Regions from separate parts of the Zea mays genome. Here all the other regions are linked to region 2. Evidence: chromatin contacts called from public Hi-C data. All regions are on one chromosome and are shown on one strand. Each heading gives the region's core, a stretch centred on a gene start, on an enhancer-like site or on the middle of the called end of the contact. The rest is flanking DNA. Distances are from core to core; before and after follow the strand shown. Region 1 has its middle 72 kb from the start of LOC109939939. Region 2 holds the start of LOC100217072 (Chaperone protein ClpB4 mitochondrial). Region 3 has its middle 23 kb from the start of LOC103626716.

The links. Hi-C and Micro-C count contacts between places; a contact is called where the count stands out from the background.
Region 1: a Hi-C map of ear shows a contact between it and region 2, with 3 times the contacts expected there. The contact joins the enhancer-like site here to the promoter of LOC100217072 in region 2. A contact is called at or near these places in 2 of 25 Hi-C or Micro-C datasets (ear and tassel).
Region 3: a Hi-C map of bundle sheath shows a contact between it and region 2, with 4 times the contacts expected there. The contact joins the enhancer-like site here to the promoter of LOC100217072 in region 2. A contact is called at or near these places in 4 of 25 Hi-C or Micro-C datasets (bundle sheath, ear, endosperm and 1 more).

What each region holds. Positions count from the first base shown.
Region 1 is chr5:96,099,277-96,102,574 of Zm-B73-REFERENCE-NAM-5.0, forward strand. No RefSeq gene overlaps it. Among protein-coding and RNA genes, the nearest start is that of LOC109939939, 72 kb to the left of the region's middle. Within about 2 kb of position 1,840, at least 19 of the 20 cell types and tissues checked have an H3K27ac peak or open chromatin away from gene starts, as enhancers often do. A contact at or near this core is called in ear and tassel, where this site is marked.
Region 2 is chr5:95,342,384-95,345,694 of Zm-B73-REFERENCE-NAM-5.0, forward strand. LOC100217072 (Chaperone protein ClpB4 mitochondrial) reads right to left here and starts at 1,818. Exons shown (of 10, transcript NM_001359556.1): 1 at 1,235-1,818; 2 at 1-109. The coding sequence starts at 1,531. It overlaps LOC541638 (response regulator 9), which reads right to left. Exons shown (of 6, transcript NM_001111393.1): 5 at 2,880-3,311; 6 at 2,454-2,784. The coding sequence ends at 2,731.
Region 3 is chr5:94,820,653-94,823,780 of Zm-B73-REFERENCE-NAM-5.0, forward strand. No RefSeq gene overlaps it. Among protein-coding and RNA genes, the nearest start is that of LOC103626716, 23 kb to the right of the region's middle. Within about 2 kb of position 1,254, at least 20 of the 20 cell types and tissues checked have an H3K27ac peak or open chromatin away from gene starts, as enhancers often do. A contact at or near this core is called in bundle sheath, ear, endosperm and 1 more, where this site is marked.

The DNA of each region.
Region 1 (3,298 bases), core at 590-3,089, 760 kb after region 2:
GAATGGACGTGTTCCTTCCGACTTAAGGCATCCGCAACCAGATTCGCCTTACCCGGGTGATAATGAATCTCCAAGTCATAGTCCTTAATGAGCTCCAACCATCGGCGTTGCCTAAGGTTGAGATCCTTCTGAGTGAATATGTACTTCAAGCTCTTGTGATCGGTGTACACTTGGCACTTGGTTCCCATAATATATTGTCTCCATATTTTAAGTGCATGCACTACGACTGCCAGTTCTAAGTCATGAGTGGGATAGTTCAACTCATGTTTCCGCAACTGACGAGACGCGTAGGCGATCACATGTTCTTCTTGCATAAGCACACATCCCAAGCCTTGGCCACATGCATCACAATAAATGTCAAATCCCTTCTGTAGATCTGGCATAACCAACACTAGGGGTGACATCAACCTAAATTCAGTTGATTAAAGCTATCTTGGCACTTCGAGTCCCACTTAAACTCTCTTCCCTTCTCCAGAAGTGAGGTCATAGGCTTAGCAATCCTAGAGAACCCTTCAATAAATCACCGATAATAGCCTGCAAGTCCTAAGAAACTCCGGACATCAGTAACTGTACTGGTATACTCCACTCCAATATCTCCTTGACTTTAGCAGGATCCACTGATATCCCACCATTAGAAATGATATGTCCAAGGAATGGCACTTCATCAATCTAGAACTCGCATTTGCTATACTTAGCGTAGAGTTGATTATCCCATAGCTTTTGTAGCACCAATCTCAGATGTTTCTCATGATCACTATCACTCTTGGAATAAATAAGAATATCGTTGATGAATACCACGACGAATATAAACCATATCGGGTTGAGAAAGCCGTCTTAGGAATATCAGATGGTCTAATCTTCATTTGATGATAACCTGATCGGAGATCAATCTTCGAGAACACCCTTGCACCTCTCATCTGATCAAATAAATCCTCAACGCGGGGTAACAGATACTTGTTCTTCACAGTAACATCATTAAGGGATCTATAATCCACACACATCCTTTGCGATCCATCTTTCTTCTGTACAAACAGAACCGACACTCCCCAAGGTGAGGAACTCGGACGAATGTACCCTGCTTTCTGCAACTCCGTTAACTGTTTCTTAAGTTCTTTTAACTCTTCCACTGACATCTTATATGGCCTTTTTGAAATGGGAGCAGTACTAGGTAAGAGATCAATAATGAATTTGACTTCCCTATCTGGTGGCATTCCGGGTGTAAACCCTAGAATCTAGCTCCTAAAACCCTAGTCACTTGAGAAATAATAAAGGAGTCATTTTAATTATGGATCTTATTAAAAGAGGCATATTTCCTTTAAATATTTTTTAGGAGACTATATAAAAAGACCCTTATATGAGTAATGTATTTATAAATACTTTCTTGAAGCATCTAAATTAACATATGTTATATACTATAAATTACATTCAAAAAAATAAATAATACAATGTGGAGTACACAAGTGACATATTCAAAAACATTATCATAAATAAAATAATAAATAGATTAATAAAAGTATATTCATGCATTCATGTTGAAGTTTTGATTGTGCATTTATTTGGAATTAGAAAACTGAAAACCCAGATTTAAAATTCAATTTAAACCATATTCAAACTTGAAAGAAATACAAAACTGAAAATGAGAATAAGGAAAAGAATTGGTGAACGGGCCAATTGGGCCGAATTCTCACCTGCCAGCCCAGTTTTCTTCCCTTTTTGGCCCACTAACTCCACCACTGCGTGGCTGTTGCGCTACTGGTGCGCGGGCCCACTGCCTAGTCTCAAGTGACGCGCTCTGGTGCTTATTCTCGCTGTCGTGTGGGACTCAGCCCCTTCCCACCGTCGCGTTTCTGCGGATGACATGTGGCCCCCAGGCGTCAGGTCTTTCCCCAACCCCCAGGTCGGTAGCAACTGAAGACCGAGTTCTTTTCGCCTCGGTGCGCAACAGAATCGCGTGGTGGCTGGTGGGCTTCTGCCACGGTCTTCGCAGGCCACGCGCTGGGATCCCGCTGGATGCACCGGCTTCTGCGCAGCCACCATCGAAGGTCCAACTACCTCTGCACATAAACAGTCGCGCCGCCACACTCCCAGAATTTCTCCCCCACAGCAGTACTAGGCGCAGAGAACCCCCTTCCTCCACTCGACGTCAAGCCATGGCGCACATCACACAAGTCTACTTCCTGTTCGAGCTCCTCCATGGGCGCAGGGATCTTTCGCGGTTCAGGGAGTTCCATGGCTAGAGGCTTCTGCTGCGTCACCACGGGTCAAACGGCGAGGGAAAACGCAGAGAGAGGAGGGAGATGGAGCTTCGGTGCCGCTGGTGTCGCGGGCCGCGCCGTGCGGGAGCGGGAACTGCTTTGCCATGGCCGAGGAACTTCACCGGGCCGCCGCAACCGTGCTCTGCGCCGCCGCCAGGGAGCTTCGCGTGCGGGGAAGCACTCGCTAAAACATCAGCAGCCACGCGCCGAGCTGTGCGCGGTGGTCTGGGCAACCGCGGGGAAGAGTCGTCCGGGCTCTGGACGCGCGTGGCGGCTGCGGTGCTCCCCGTACCGTAGGTGGCGTCCTTTGCGGCATCAAGTTAGGGTGCCGGGACTCGCCTCGAAGGAACTCAGTCGCGCAGTCATTCACTGGGAGCTGCCTCCAATTGCCGGTATGCGCATGTCCCAATTGTACAATGCCCTTCCGCGTTATGCATAGGATTTTTTGCACCTCAAATCCGTACACCGTGTGCTAGTGGGGGGAAAACGGCACTCCGGTGCTCGATTGGGCGGCACTCCGGTGAGGAACCTCCGTAGACTCTGGGCGGCACCGCCGTAACAGGTTCGTGTGGAGAAGATGAGCCTAACACCGTCGACCTCGTGTTGGACGGCCATGATCGAGTGTAGCGTACCGATTAGTGTAGAATAGATCTTCGCCGTTGGATGGAAATCGAGCAAGCGAGGAACCATGCGCTGTGTACCGCGGATCTCCAACGACCAGGGTCGGGTACAGGTAAAATCTAACCTAGGTCTAATCTGGCGCACAAGTTCTAGATCCGACGGCCTAGATCGCCAGGTACCCTTTCAGCCAGCGCTAGTTGCAAAAGAGCCCTCGGGGTTCTGAAAAATAAACCCGCCATCCACTCGGGCGCTCTCTTAGTCTTAAGAAGTTTTATATCAAACCCCCTGCATTTCTCTATTTTTACGCGCGCAGTCCAGTGAATGAGAAAAACAAAGAAATTGAATTAGAAATTGAATTTTAATATAAAAACAATTCCTAAAACTTGTTTAATTCATATAAAATTCATATGAAGTCCAAATTA
Region 2 (3,311 bases), core at 568-3,067:
CTTTCATCAAGTGCTCCGACTCTACTATCTGTTGTTTTGATAATCTTGCTGCATCAACCGCACCAACAATCCCCTCCCAGGCCATCTCAGTGAATTCTCCTGGTGTTATCTGTTTTGATCAAAGAAAAATAAGGAAAAACAGAGATCAGGACTCAAGCCAACAGTACTTTGCAAGCCCTACCCATTGCTGTGTGTATATAAACAACCTGCTGCTGGAACAGAAATATTTGGGTCTCCTGTTTTCAGGGAAATTGCTGTTTAAACTATTTGGTGTCATCAAAATAGTAGTCTTCGAAGATGTGGTTCAATCAGTCGGCAGATGGAAGCAATCTTTCAAGCCTGAATTTGCTCTATTGTCTCTAAAAGCAAAATCAAATGTTAAGACTTTGTTGTCAGATTGGTTGATCAATTTTACCATGATGTTAGCCGCCTCCTCTTTTGATTTATGATCCTTGTGACTCCCTTGTTACATTTTTTTTTCCTTTTCTGTATATACATACAAAACAAGATATCTTACTCTCGAGAAAACACCCCACGTTTTTGTCACAAAGAAAGAGCACTTGCAAACCTGCCCTAGCACTGCAAGTCAAGCGAAGATCTAGATGCATGTGAAATCTATAGTAATTCATGGTTGGAGACACTCTATTCAAGTGGGAACCTATAGGTAAAAGTATAACACTCCGATATACTGTTTAACTACATCTACAGACGGACCAACTGATTGTACACACTTTTGAAACAAAGGTTAGAAACTGTTGACTTGTTTAACTAATAACAACAAAAGAATGCAATCACCAACACGATGAAAATACAGCTACAGCAAGACAATAGTCCAACAACATCAACACAGAAAGCACCTAAAAGCATCATCTCAGCATCGCTTATGGATTTTGTATTGTGGAATAGGACTATTAACTATGCAAATCAATCACCCCAGCATTCCATACTTCCGGAGATCAAAGGATGAAATCAGTGACACCATACTACTACACAATAGTATCACACCTATTCATTATAGCATCCAAAGTTATCGTGACACAATGAATCTTTACGAATTTGCAGCAGAAGTGCAGAACAGCATGCATTCGACGTTCCAGAGCTTTACAATCCAGCCGTTTGGTTAGCTAGATCTCTACAGCACTGACCGAAATCAAATCGACACGAGTGGCACCCAATCAGCGGCTCGGCGCATAAGAACAGAGACACGGGCAGCGGTGTACATAGTGGCACCGACCTGAGACGAGGACGAGGTGCCGGCGGCGCTGTACTGAGCGGGCGTAGTAGAGTGGAACAGCCGGCGCGGCGGCACCTGGAGCCCAGCTCCGCCGGCCCCGACGGGAAACCGCCCCAAAGGCGCGGCAAACCACGCCGGCCTCCCCGTGGTGGCGCCGAAGGCGGAGGCATCACCCGCGAGCGGCGCGAGGGACCGCGGGAGTACCTCGCGGCTAACGCCGGGGCCCTGGCGGCGTTTGGTGGCGACCACAACCGCGCGGGCTGCGCGCGCTAGCCTGGACGCGGCGGAGCGCGCCATCGTGGCGGAGGGTTTTGGGTCTGGGTTTAGCGCTTTGCTGCGGACACTGGACTGGCCAAGCGGTTACGCCGCGAAGATGCTGGCTCGGTTATTTGTGGCGGCGGCGACGGTTGTTGGGAGGGCACAGCGGAGAGGAGTGGCGACGCTTGGAGAAGGGGAAAGAAGGTGTGCCGGCAGCGCAGGCGAAGCGAATGGAAGGTTGCAGAAGCTTCTACTAGATGCGGTGTTCGTCGACCTCCGTGCACGTCAACCGTCTGATCCGTAACCGACGGATACCGTTCGTAGCCGACTCAAGGGGGGGCACTCATCGTCGAGATAAGATGGAGAACTGCGTTCGGCGCGAGTTCTTCACTTTCGCTGCATCGTTTGCTCGGCAGCAGCAGCGGATGAAGGCGAGTATCCAAATCTTTTGCAAATTGCAAACGCATAAACTCCAAAACATTCAAACTACAGGGCTAGTTTGGTGTCAAGAAGATTGTATTAAGGTAAACCAAAATCTATATGTACTAAAGTGAATTGGAGGGTAAATTAGTTTACACCGTAAACCGCTTTAATATATGTGAATCAAAGTAAGTACTAATTGAATTGAAGTGTAAATTAGTTTACACCGTAAACGGCTTTAATATATACAAATTAAAGTAAATACTATAGTATCCAAACAAGCTCTAAGACGGATCGGTGTATTGAGGGGGATCGTGGGGTTGTCACCAAACCAGTGTTCACGCTTGATCTTCGCCTATAACTTCAGTCTCGGCAAGACTGACCACGATGCTGGAAACATGTTTCGATTTCTCAGGCTATCAAGCAATCATGCAAAATTGCAAATGACGAATGCTGGGATCTTTCTGGAACAGATTGCCAGTGACAATCAACAAAGGGAACAGCAAAACGATTTCCAAGAGGAAACAGGACAGCATTCCTTGGCTCATAACCATGCTGTATATATCACGATAGCCACAGTTAACACCTGACTTGAAAACATAGCCATACGAGTTAAGGTAGCAAATACCACATAGTTGATATTCGGACGTGACACTGGAACCTGGTCGCTAAACTGAAAAACCAAATGCAAAGGGCATTTGTGATGCAATCTTGCTACTATAAACAACTTTGGACCAATCAAGCGCCGAACCCCTCCACAACCACAAATGCGGAAAATCTCACACGAAGGCAGACTTGATGTAGAGAACTGAAACTTGCTAGACCAGTTCCCAGTCCCCATCAATGAAGGAGACGCCATCGTCTGCGCGGTCCTGCATTGAAAAAAAAACGCATGGTTCACATAAAAATACGGGGCCGTAATGCTAACTACTCTCGAATATAAAAAAAAAGATGTATAGGACCATACCGGCCTAAACATGTCCACGACAATGTCATCCAGACCACCACTAAGTCCCCTTTGCAGCCTACCTGTCCCCATGAGTTCGTTGTTGTAGTTTAGATGACTGCTGACAGCTTGGTGATCAATCCTGCCATCTTGCAGAGGGGGGACAACACAACCACCTGAATTGCTACCACCCAGTGTCTGCCCTGGAACAACAGAACCGTCTATGCGAAGGTTCGGCAATGTAGAGTTGACGCCTGAATTACTAAGCGCAAGGTTGTTATTCAGCATCTCTCTCGAGTTCGTGCTGCTTCCATAAGCGAAGGGCACCGCTTCCTGAGTGAACGGCATCGGAAGACCGTTGCTGGCTAGTGATGCTACTTGGTGGCTCTGCATTTCACTTCCCAGCAAAGGGATCTGACTGGATGCTTCTGTAAAGCTTGAGAGAGGCTCAAG
Region 3 (3,128 bases), core at 4-2,503, 520 kb before region 2:
CTGACCAGGTACGACAATTACCTGCGAACGATGTTGGTCACGAGCGAGAAGAAGGAACCGTAATTCACTTATTTGGGCTGACCGCTTCTTACATCCGTACATGGGCTTTATATGGCCCATTGCTCGTGGCCTGTTACCCCGCTATGCACTAGTGTTGCGCTTTTTTTCATTTAAAATATTTAGATTTTAAAACTATACTCCAGAACTGAAATATTGCGAAAAAAAAATGAGTGGCTACCGTCCCAATAATGGACTACAGAGGCTCAATTATGAATATTTTTGCATTTTTTTGGCACCAGGATCCCTAGGGGACCTGCCGCCGAGTATAGGGGCAAAAAAGACCCCCTCGTCTCTATACTCTTATTTTTTAAATAGGGTGTTTGGTATGTTTCATATGAGGAAAAAATATGCGACGTCTTGTCTTGCAACTCCTGGCACTACTAGCCAGTACACCTATGATGATAATTTCTCATATAGAATATACTAAACATCTTATTTAATAAGGGCAAAACATGTGTCGCCCCTCCCTCGACCAAGACGGTGTGATATCAAAGAATGAATATCTTTGGTACAAGATTGCGATATCACAAAGGTGCATGGCATGTACAAAGCTCTGAGATTAATCTCAAGAAAATGCTTCTGAACACCATGGTATTTTTCCCTTCATACTCAACCAATTGTCATAACCTTAATTCTGCAAAAACCCTAATACCTGATTACTCCAAACCAAACAGACTTGCCACTGCTAGCACGCACGTGCCACACCAGCGCGAGCAAAGCCGGTGGTTTGGTGCGTGCATGCAGGTGCAGCGTCTGGCTGGCAGAGCGCGTCGTCGCCGTGGACAGGAGGATTTCTTTTTTGTTTTCTGAACAAGGACAGCAGGATCTTTTTGCAGGACACAGGACGACGCCATCTATCACGTCGGCGTCGGCGTCGGCGGGGCCTGGTAGCGTGGACTCCGCGTCATGCGCCCATGCCCGTGCCGACACGCACCGGACAACTCGTGCATGCAACCTGGCCGAGCGGCGAGAGCGTGCTTATTAATTTATTTATTAATTAATCAGATCAGAAGAAGCCCCGGTGGAGTGGAGTGGAGCCACGCGCGCGCGCATCTCGACGGCGATTTTTCAGGCATGAACGCGCCGCGACCGACCGACCGAGCGCCCTGACCACGCGCTCACGCACACACTTACGTAAGGAACAGTTGGATGCATGCATGGCACTGGCACAGCACAAGAAGCACATGTTCCCCGTGCGGTGCGGCACAAGTGAGGACCCAGCGCAGCAGCAGAGGAGATCTCCCACTTCTCCAAGTACATGTACTCCTACCCACCAACACTTTCTGCTCGGTTGGAGAAGCATGCGGACGCAAGGGAATCAGAAGGCGGTGGGTGGTTGGTGAGTCTCTTGCGTCTCATATGCTACTGTCCACGTACACAGATCTAATCTAGGATAATCCGGGGTACCTAGCTAGCACTACGAGTATGTAGTAACTAATTAACCTGCGGGGTGTACTATAGCTAGCTTAAGAAAACAAAGGAGAGGAACCAAGTATATATGACGGACAGCGCTAAGGCTATCGTCTCCAGCAGCTCTCCTACTCCCTCTAGTCTAAATTGACGTTTAAGGCAACGAAGGAATGGATCAAAAATTTTGATGTTTTAGCTTTTGCATGCAAATTTAGCCGTTTTTGCCCCTGCATGCGCGCTTAGCGTGCACCAATGTTGCGCATTTAATTCCCCTTGCTACATGGGGCTCCTTATTTTCTCTGCATGCATGCGTATTAAACATGCTGAAATTGTGGAGCAGCATAGACACTTTGTCACGAGCTAAAAAGAAAAGAAAATGAAGACCGGCATTACCAATTTCATTGTTCGGTGGTTCCATATTCAAATCCATCATGAACAAGCACCACAGTTAGTAGTAGAGTAGTAGTATCTGGTTAGCTGGATTATTTTGGATATCTGGCACCAGTACGTTTGCAATGCATCTAGTGATAGCTAGCCGGATTACATCCACGCATCGGCAACATTGGCGCGAAAAAAATGGCATGCAGCGGCAACATTGGCGCGAACGAAAAAAATGACGGATGCAGCAAAATAAATCCCATCGCGAAAAAAGGGCCTCTAATGCACGGCCAGGAGTTGAACCGGAGACCGTAGGCTTCAAAAATGTCTTTCCAACCACATGAGCTAAGAGAATATAATGACCTCCAATGCCACACGACCTTATTTACTAAAGGTAAAACGGGAAACATGCACTCTAGTTAATGACTTCTCGTCAAGAATTTTAGACCTGGAGGGAGTATATCCCATTCTCTATCTTGTTTTCTATATCAAACCCCGCTCAACAAACACTATTATATGTGGTGCAAACATTATTTCGCACACGATCATATGCATGATAACGAGCGGGTAACGAGGCACCATCAACATCAACAGTAGAGGCACCGATCGAGCCCGTTCCATTAGTACACAGACGCTCTATAGCGGCGGTTGTGAACCAATTTTCACTAGTGTTTCTTGGAACCGCCGGTGCTAGGAGCCAGTAGAAATTATCATTTTACAGGCGGATAACTAAGAACCGCCAGTGAAAATCGATTTCACTGGCAGTTGAGTTAAGAAAATCGCTAGTGAAAAGTATTTTCATAAACATTAAACGAGTTTTTAAAACAGAAAAAATTATTTCAAGAGACACCCAGCCCTCGCTCGTCTCAGTCATAAGTCATGGCATTTTTCACATAAAATTCGCGCGTTACGCGGTTGTTAGTGAAAGGATCACGATGCCCAAGAGGGGGGGTGAATTGGGCTTTTCTAAAAATCAACACTAATTAAAACCTAAGCAAGAGCTAAACAAGAGCCCAACTTCACCCCAACAACTAGCACTAAGAAAATAATACTAGAAATGTAACAAGGCTAAAACAATGCTTCAAATACTTGCTAAACAAATACACAAAGTAAATAGCTTGAATTAAGTGCGGAATGTAAAGCAAAGTTTAGAAGACTCCTCCAATTTTTCCCGAGGTATCGAAGAGTCGGCGCTCTCCACTAGTCCTCGTTGGAGCACCCGCGCAAGGGTATCGCTCCCCCTTGGTCCTCGCAAGAACCAAGTGCTCACTACGAGATGA